Regions from separate parts of the Zea mays genome. Here region 2 is linked to region 1. A link is a contact called in public Hi-C data. All regions are on one chromosome and are shown on one strand. The core of a region is the stretch at or near the end of the contact, and the rest is flanking DNA. Distances in the headings are between cores, read along the strand shown. Region 1 has its middle 41 kb from the start of LOC100274388. Region 2 holds the start of LOC100274388.

The links. A called contact is a pair of places that touch in the nucleus more often than the background predicts.
Region 2: a Hi-C map of tassel shows a contact between it and region 1, with 6 times the contacts expected there. The contact joins the promoter of LOC100274388 here to the enhancer-like site in region 1. A contact is called at or near these places in 6 of 25 Hi-C or Micro-C datasets (ear, endosperm, leaf and 2 more).

Annotation. Positions count from the first base shown.
Region 1 is chr5:64,041,999-64,045,782 of Zm-B73-REFERENCE-NAM-5.0, forward strand. No RefSeq gene overlaps it. Among protein-coding and RNA genes, the nearest start is that of LOC100274388, 41 kb to the right of the region's middle. Within about 2 kb of position 2,398, at least 18 of the 20 cell types and tissues checked have an H3K27ac peak or open chromatin away from gene starts, as enhancers often do. A contact at or near this core is called in ear, endosperm, leaf and 2 more, where this site is marked.
Region 2 is chr5:64,082,392-64,086,003 of Zm-B73-REFERENCE-NAM-5.0, forward strand. It overlaps LOC100274388, which reads left to right and starts at 2,285. Exons shown (of 4, transcript NM_001148748.1): 1 at 2,285-2,961; 2 at 3,121-3,291; 3 at 3,371-3,541. The coding sequence starts at 2,404. It overlaps LOC103626462 (serine/threonine-protein kinase ATR), which reads right to left. Exons shown (of 17, transcript XR_002262295.2): 16 at 1,138-1,432; 17 at 614-1,026.

The DNA of each region.
Region 1 (3,784 bases), core at 1,148-3,647:
AAGCACCTTTGTCATTGATGTCGGCCACTTGATCCTTCGACGATATGGCACGAACCTCAAGCTGTTTCATGGCAACACGCTCTCAGACAAAATGATAATCAATCTCCACATGCTTCATACGATGATAAAAAACTGGTTTTGCCATGAGATATGTTGCGCCTATGTTATCACACCATAGGCTCGGTGGTCATGGAAGAGAAATGCAAATTTCACGAAGAAGAACCTGAAGCCATATGATCTCTGTTGTGGCATCAGCGACGACTTTATATTCAGTTTAGTGCTTGAACAGGACACTGTAGCTTGCTTGAGAGAACTCCAGGAAATAAGATCGTTGCCCCCAAGAAAGACGGAGTACCCACCGGTACTACGTCGATCATCCCAATTACTAGCCCAATCTGCACCTGAAAAGACGCTAAGTAGTAATGATCCAGTATTGATAAAACACAAGCCATAATCAATTGTGCCCCGGAGATAACAAATAATGCGTTCAACTGCAGTCCAATGCACTGAAGTAGGGGCATCCATATATTAACAAACATGATTGCGCTAGTCAGGATTCAAACTCATGACCTCTGCCTCCGATACCATGTTAATTGGCTTGGCTCGATGCCCTCTAGGGGGTCACAGCTGGTGTTTATATATTGATGATATATGCAGTTACAAAGAAGATAGAAGATAAGGATATAGATGGATAGGATTGTAATCCACAACTAACCCACCGTGAATCACGGTAGAGAGATGCATCTCTCTCTAATGTAGGAATAGACGTAACAAGTTGTGTTTTTATATAATAGGGATAGTACTATATCTCCTGTCTCTTAAAATGGAGGGAGATGAAAGGACGCTAGGGACGTGGTTGTCCCAATCATCCTCCAACCAAACTCACCACATATTTCTTGTTAACGGCTATAAGGGGCACACACTGTCGGAATCTGGCTCTTTGCCGAGTGATATGTATTCATCAGGTATAACACATGCATTCTCTTCTCTGTGCAGGGACAATCTGCGGCATCCAACAACTCTCATGGATCGCCCAGCCCATCGCCGAACAAGTCTAGCCGCCCCACCTCGCTAATGTTCTTTTAAACTTAGTTGTGAGAAATGTTTATGCCATATATTGGATGTTTGTGGACTTATTTATGTGAGTAATTGTTAGTGTTGTGAACTATTTTGTGGTACTTGTGACTTTGTGAAGAAACATGTGATCATTGTGAAGAAACATGTGATCTTTGTGAGCTATGTCGTGTGTTTGATGTATGTGATGATTCTGTGATATATGTGATGTATATGTGATGATTATGTGATATCTCTTTTGTTTGTTTGGATGGAATAACAAAAAGAAATAAAAAAGTGGTGTTCTGATCACTTTACCGAGTGTCATGACCATAGCATTCGGCAAAGAAGACACACATGGGAACCGGTAAAATTTCTTTGCTGAGTGTTGTGGCCTTGGCACTTGGCATAGAAACTGACAAAGGGGCCCGCTGGCGCTCCCTTTGCCGAGAGCTAGTCCGACGGAAACTCGACAAAGAGTGAGCCTTTGCCGAACGACCCCTAATACTCTCGGCAAAGGAACAGGCAAAGGGCCTACTGGGGGCTTCTTTGCCGAGTGACAGTACAATAGACACTCGGCAAAGAAGGAGCCTTTGCCGAGTGTCATGGTGGCAATCGGCAAAGTCTTCGTCGCCGTCACCTGGCGCCGTGACGGTGACTTTTCTTTGTCGAGTACCAAATGACACCCGGCAAAGTATTTACCTAGTGTCCAACAAAAAGTACTTAGACAAAGAAACCGTTGCTGATGTATAATTCACCAATACTTTGTTTACCTAGTGTCACAAATACTTTACCGAGTGTTTTCTGGTCTTTGGCAGCTGTTTCCAGTAGTGAGGTAGTGACATCAGCAGCAGTAGATACAATATTACAGGATCTGATTACTGCCGACAGGGAACCGGGGGATCGCGATACGAACAAATAGGAAGTACGTGTATAGCAGAACCAGCTCGTACGTGTATAGCAGAGAAGAGAAGCTGGAGCCCTTGCTTGTTGCAAACGATACAGCAGGCAGGCTACGCGACGTGATTTGCTAGAAATCCCCCTACCATCGCCGCTGCTGCTATATATACTGCTCAATAATAGTACATCATCATATACTTATCCTCACCAGATCATATAAAATATGATATTTGTGGTATAGATTATAATGTTTACATTGTTAAATTTAAACATAGAATTAAATGGCTCCATTCTAATAAATTGGAATGAAATCACTCTATTGCCATTAGATCTTTAACCAACACATTCGACACGTGTAAACACACCCCCTTAGACTGTGCGTTGGGCCCCACACGTGTGCTCTGGAACGAGAAAGAGCTAGGCTAGGTTACGCGAGCGGCTATACCGGCTGGGGCCTGCTGGCTGGAACCGACGAGCAGACGCCACAGCTTTTGCGTCGTAGCATACTGCGTACTCCAGACCTAGGTGAGCATGCAGGAAAGCCAAGGAGGCAGCCGAGCAGCAGGGGCAGGTGCAGTTCCCGAGGGGCCGTGGCGCCATGCGCTTGTCGTTCTCCTCTCTCTTTCTCTCTCTTGCTGCAGCTGCCGCACACGATGGCGCGTGCAGAGACATCAGGGAGGCACGGTGAGATGCTGCTGGACACCTAGCTAAATACAGCTTTTAATTATTAGGACCAGTTTGCTGCCTAATTTTTCTTTAATAATACACTGGCTGTGTGTCACAGTTAACAAGGGTATTTGATGAGCTCAGTTTAACACAGCACACAACACAGCCGCAAGTCCTATATATTGGTAGGATCGAGGTCGTCGTACCTGCTAGTACGTGTGCTATAGCTATGTACCCCCCGCCCCGCACCCGCAGTCGGCGGCGTAGGTCTTGCGCCGGCGTGGCCTCGGGCTCGTGTAGAGCGGAAACGACGACGCGGCGGCCACCGCCAGCAGTAGCGGCCGGAATCCTCCTGCTCTTCTCGGATCTGCATGCAAGCACGAAGGAATACGCGACACAGCATAAGGAACTGGAATACGAGTATATATACGACGACGATGCTACGCGTACTTGTACGCTGGAGTACGTGCTTATTTGTAGAACCGAACAGAACAGAACAGAACAGAACAGGAACTGACACCGATATGGATGCGTCCAGCTAGTAGCCGGCCGGCCGTCCATGCATGGACCGTGTACCCATATGCCTAGCTACTACTGTGCTCCCTTTGTACGTAGTATGCAGTTATGCACTACCGACATGCATGCCTAATTGCCTAGTACGTACGTACACAGTGCATGTCGTAGGAGCAGCCAGCAGGAGGGAGCTCAGCTGAGTGCCAATAATGCATCAGCAGGAGCATAATGCATGTGTTCTTCGTCGTGCATGCGATTAGCAGGCTAGCTGCAGCAGCTGCTGATGACTGGTGGCACGGGGAGGCTGCATATGCAATCCGTGACCCATTTTGCCTTGTCGTCGTCGTAGTAACACACAATATAATGCATGCATATAGTATATATATAGAGAGAGATAGAACGACAAGCCAAAACCCAGCGGGTGATGTGTGTGGTGGTGGTGGTGCTACTGCTACGTCGTCCAAAACCAAAACCATGCCCTCACCTTTTCAGTCCCCCACCCTTTGGACGCTTCTCGCCAGCAACCTAGCGCCGGCCGGCCTGCCTTTTTTTTTTCTCTCTCCTTCTTCTTCTTTCTCATGTGCGCTGCTACGAGTACTCCTAAATCTTTCGGTTTTCTGTTCTTTTATTATTATAAATAAACTATGAGATG
Region 2 (3,612 bases), core at 1,035-3,534, 40 kb after region 1:
ACTTGTTAGCAGGGGTTTTGGAGGGAACAGGTCATGCATGCAGATTCAGATGTGTACAGCAAGGTTGGTCACCTGCAGGATCGCCATTCTAGCTACCCGGCAGCTTCTTGCACTCACATGATGATCATATATATGATCGAAAGGATCCATCAGATACGATCCATCAGATTATTCTAGGAACTTGATTAGACTTTTTTCTGTATAGTATGCCATGCTACACCAATTTTATTACACTGATTGGTATGCTGCTGAGCTGTGAGAGTGCACACACACAGGGACAGAATCACAGGTTGTCCTACCCCCCAAACTCAGAAAGGCCATCACATGAGGAAGAGAGAGAGAGAGAGAGAGAGAGAGAGAGAGAGAGAGAGAGAGAGAGAGAGAGAGAGAGAGAGAGAGAGAGAGAGAGAGAGAGAGAGAGAGAGATGAGCAGGGGAAACTGACACGGCCGCTGTCCACCAAAGCCGTTTTCGATTCAGACGCAGTGGGTCAAACCTGCGGGGGGCCCCTCACACCAACGGGATCTTCTGAGACCGGGTTTTTGATTTGATCTGATCTGATCTGGTCTGGTCCCAGCCTAATCATGCTCTCAACTAGGCGTATTTTCCAAGCGGAATAAAGATCTGGTCACGTTCAAATACCATCTCCTTGCAGTTTAGAACCAGAACATTATTGCTTCTGCTATATACATATGTAGGATCAGGAACACGTAACATGTAGCAGCAGTTGCAAGAGTGTATACACGACTGCTCCTAGTACGTAGCGACTAAAGAAAATGTTTGTCACAGAAATCAATCCACTCCGTTTCATTGCATTCAGCTGGCATGACAATGAGGAGGCAGAGAAGGGGGGAACTTGGACACGTGGTTTTCATCATCCTCCTCATCCTTCCTCCACCCCTATATATGCAACAGGAATTCCATCTTTCCGGCAGGTACTGTTTGTGTTTGGGCAATAAAAAGAACCTTGCTGCAGCTAGCATCAGCAGCATGACCCAACACAGCACCACAACATATAGAATTAGCCCTGCAACCAGATGAACAGAGAGATCACAAGTGATCGGTGAAATATACGATATTTATAATCTGTCAGTCAGTGCAACCATGCCATGCATGCATCGTATCCAGCGAGAGGTACCTGGGCTGTAGAAGGGGAAGCAAAATCACGGGCCTCATTCCGCGCGAGGGTTCATGTATGTCACTCACTCACCAAAGTTTGGGATGGTGGGTGGGGTGTGGACAAGAGTTTCTGTGTGTGCAGACTATTCTGTCCTACGTACCCAGACCTGCCTCTGAATCCCCTGTGCCTCAAGAGTCATGAGGGGTTGAGCCTTTCAAAGTCTGTGCCGTGCAGAAAGATGGTTTTGGACCCTTGCTTGCTGCTACTGACTCACTTCCTCCTCCTTCACAGTCACAGCGTATGTGTGTGTTATCTGCTGCACAAAGAAACAAGCCTTACGCTTAGCTTCATGATGATACTATGTAGGAGTACCAGAACCAGATACGTAACGAAGAAAAAAATAAAACTGTGCGTGTTTTTCCATACTGGTGCTGCGGGACACGTATTTCAAACATTCGCTACGCGATGGTGATGTATCATGGAAAGGAAAAGACGGTATCATCTGTGTCATTCTTTCTTTCTTTTTCCCCCTAAATCAAAGAACAGAATCACACACAACTGGTCGGCGTACGACTACTGGTGTAGTTGTCGTCCTCTCGATGCCGCTGACAGCAATTAGCATACATTTATTTATGTGCATCACCATCAGTCACCATAGCAGTACCTCTTTGCCTATTCCTTCCTTCATTCAGTCGTACGTGGCACTAATTACACACTATGACACTAGTACGACTAAAGTAGTACACGTACTGACCAAGGGCATCGGCACACAACACAACTGATGAATGAGTGATGGGATCACAAGACAGAGCTTTACCCAGCAGGACGAATCCTGAGGCCTATCACTGTTATTCTGCCCTAGGGGGGTTCACAAGTCACAATACAACAAAAACCAGATTGGGGGCCTCTCTCTGCATTCTACTGCTACTGCCAGTACAGACCACACATGATCAATAGTGAAACCCATGGGTTCATAATTAATAAACAAACAAACGAACGAATACTGTGATACTAACACAACACAAGCATCAACTAGTCGCTCTCTCCCCTCTTCTCTAATGATACCTTAATGGCCACTGCTCACCATTTATCATGGGGAATAATTGTCCCCCTTCCATTCCCCATATATTAACCCCCCTCCCCTCACCCTCTCGCCCACCCATGGCACTGGCATCCCCCTCTCTCCCTCTCCCCACCACACCACCTCCCTCCTCACAAGCCATAGCCGCCGCCTCTTTCTGTGCTTGCCCTCTCGCCATCTTCGAGTACGACGAGAAGGCGGTGATGGAGCTGGACGAGCAGGCCTTCCTGGAGGAGATCCTCTCCCTGCGGAGGGACGCCTGGGACTGCAATGCCATGGGGGACTTCTTCGCCCCGGCCGCCATGGACTGCACCTTCCAGGACCGCCACCACCAGGCGCCCACCGTCAGCGTCCTCCCCACCTTCACCGCCTCCTACGCCCAGCCGCAGCCGCAGCCGGCGGCGGCGCCCGGCTTCGACTGCCTCAGCGAGGTCTACGGCGCCGCCGCGTTCGGCGGGCCCAATGCTGGTGACTACGGCGGCGAGATGGGGTTCCTTGACGTCGTCGAGCCCAAGGCGGCGTCGGCGGCACTGGTGGACGGCGCCGCGGGCCTCGGGGCCTGCAAGGTGGAGCCCGGCCTGGCGGAGAGCGGCGGCGCGTTCGGCGCTGGCGCTGGCGCTGCGCCGCCGCCGGCCCTGGCGTCCAAGAAGAAGAGGGTCGAGGGGATGCCGTCCAAGAACCTGATGGCCGAGCGCCGCCGCCGCAAGCGCCTCAACGACCGCCTCTCCATGCTACGCTCCGTCGTGCCCAAGATCAGCAAGGTGAGATTGAGAATGGCAAAAAAAAAAAAATCTCTCCTTTTTCCTCGGTTCTTGTGCCTCCTCGGCCAAGAAAGGACATTTGAACAGAGAAGCAATCCCTCTATATCTATATATGGCGGCTGGGCTGATGAGAAGTAAAATATGCGTGGTGGTGCGCAGATGGACCGGACGTCGATCCTGGGCGACACGATCGACTACATGAAGGAGCTGCTGGAGAGGATCAAGCTGCTGCAGGAAGAGATCGGGCAGCAGCAGGAGGAGGCGCCAGGCATGCTCAGCGTCTTCCGGGAGCTCAACCCCAACGAGATGGTGGCCAGGAACACCCCCAAGGTACGTGAAGAAGCTGCTGATGCTGCTGATGCGATTGGGGGAAATGTGAGGGCTGAGATGCTGCTGATGGCTCCTGCAGTTCGACGTGGAGCGGAAGGAGGGCGGCGACACCCGGGTGGAGATCTACTGCGCCGCCAAGCCGGGGCTGCTGCTGTCCACGGTGAGCACGCTGGACACGCTAGGGCTCGACATCCAGCAGTGCGTCGTCAGCTGCTTCAACGACTTCGGCATGCACGCCTCCTGCTCCGAGGTAGTGACCACCGCCTGTCCATTGGTTCGCTGCCATACACACACTCCTTTTGTCCTCGGATTGGATGCAAG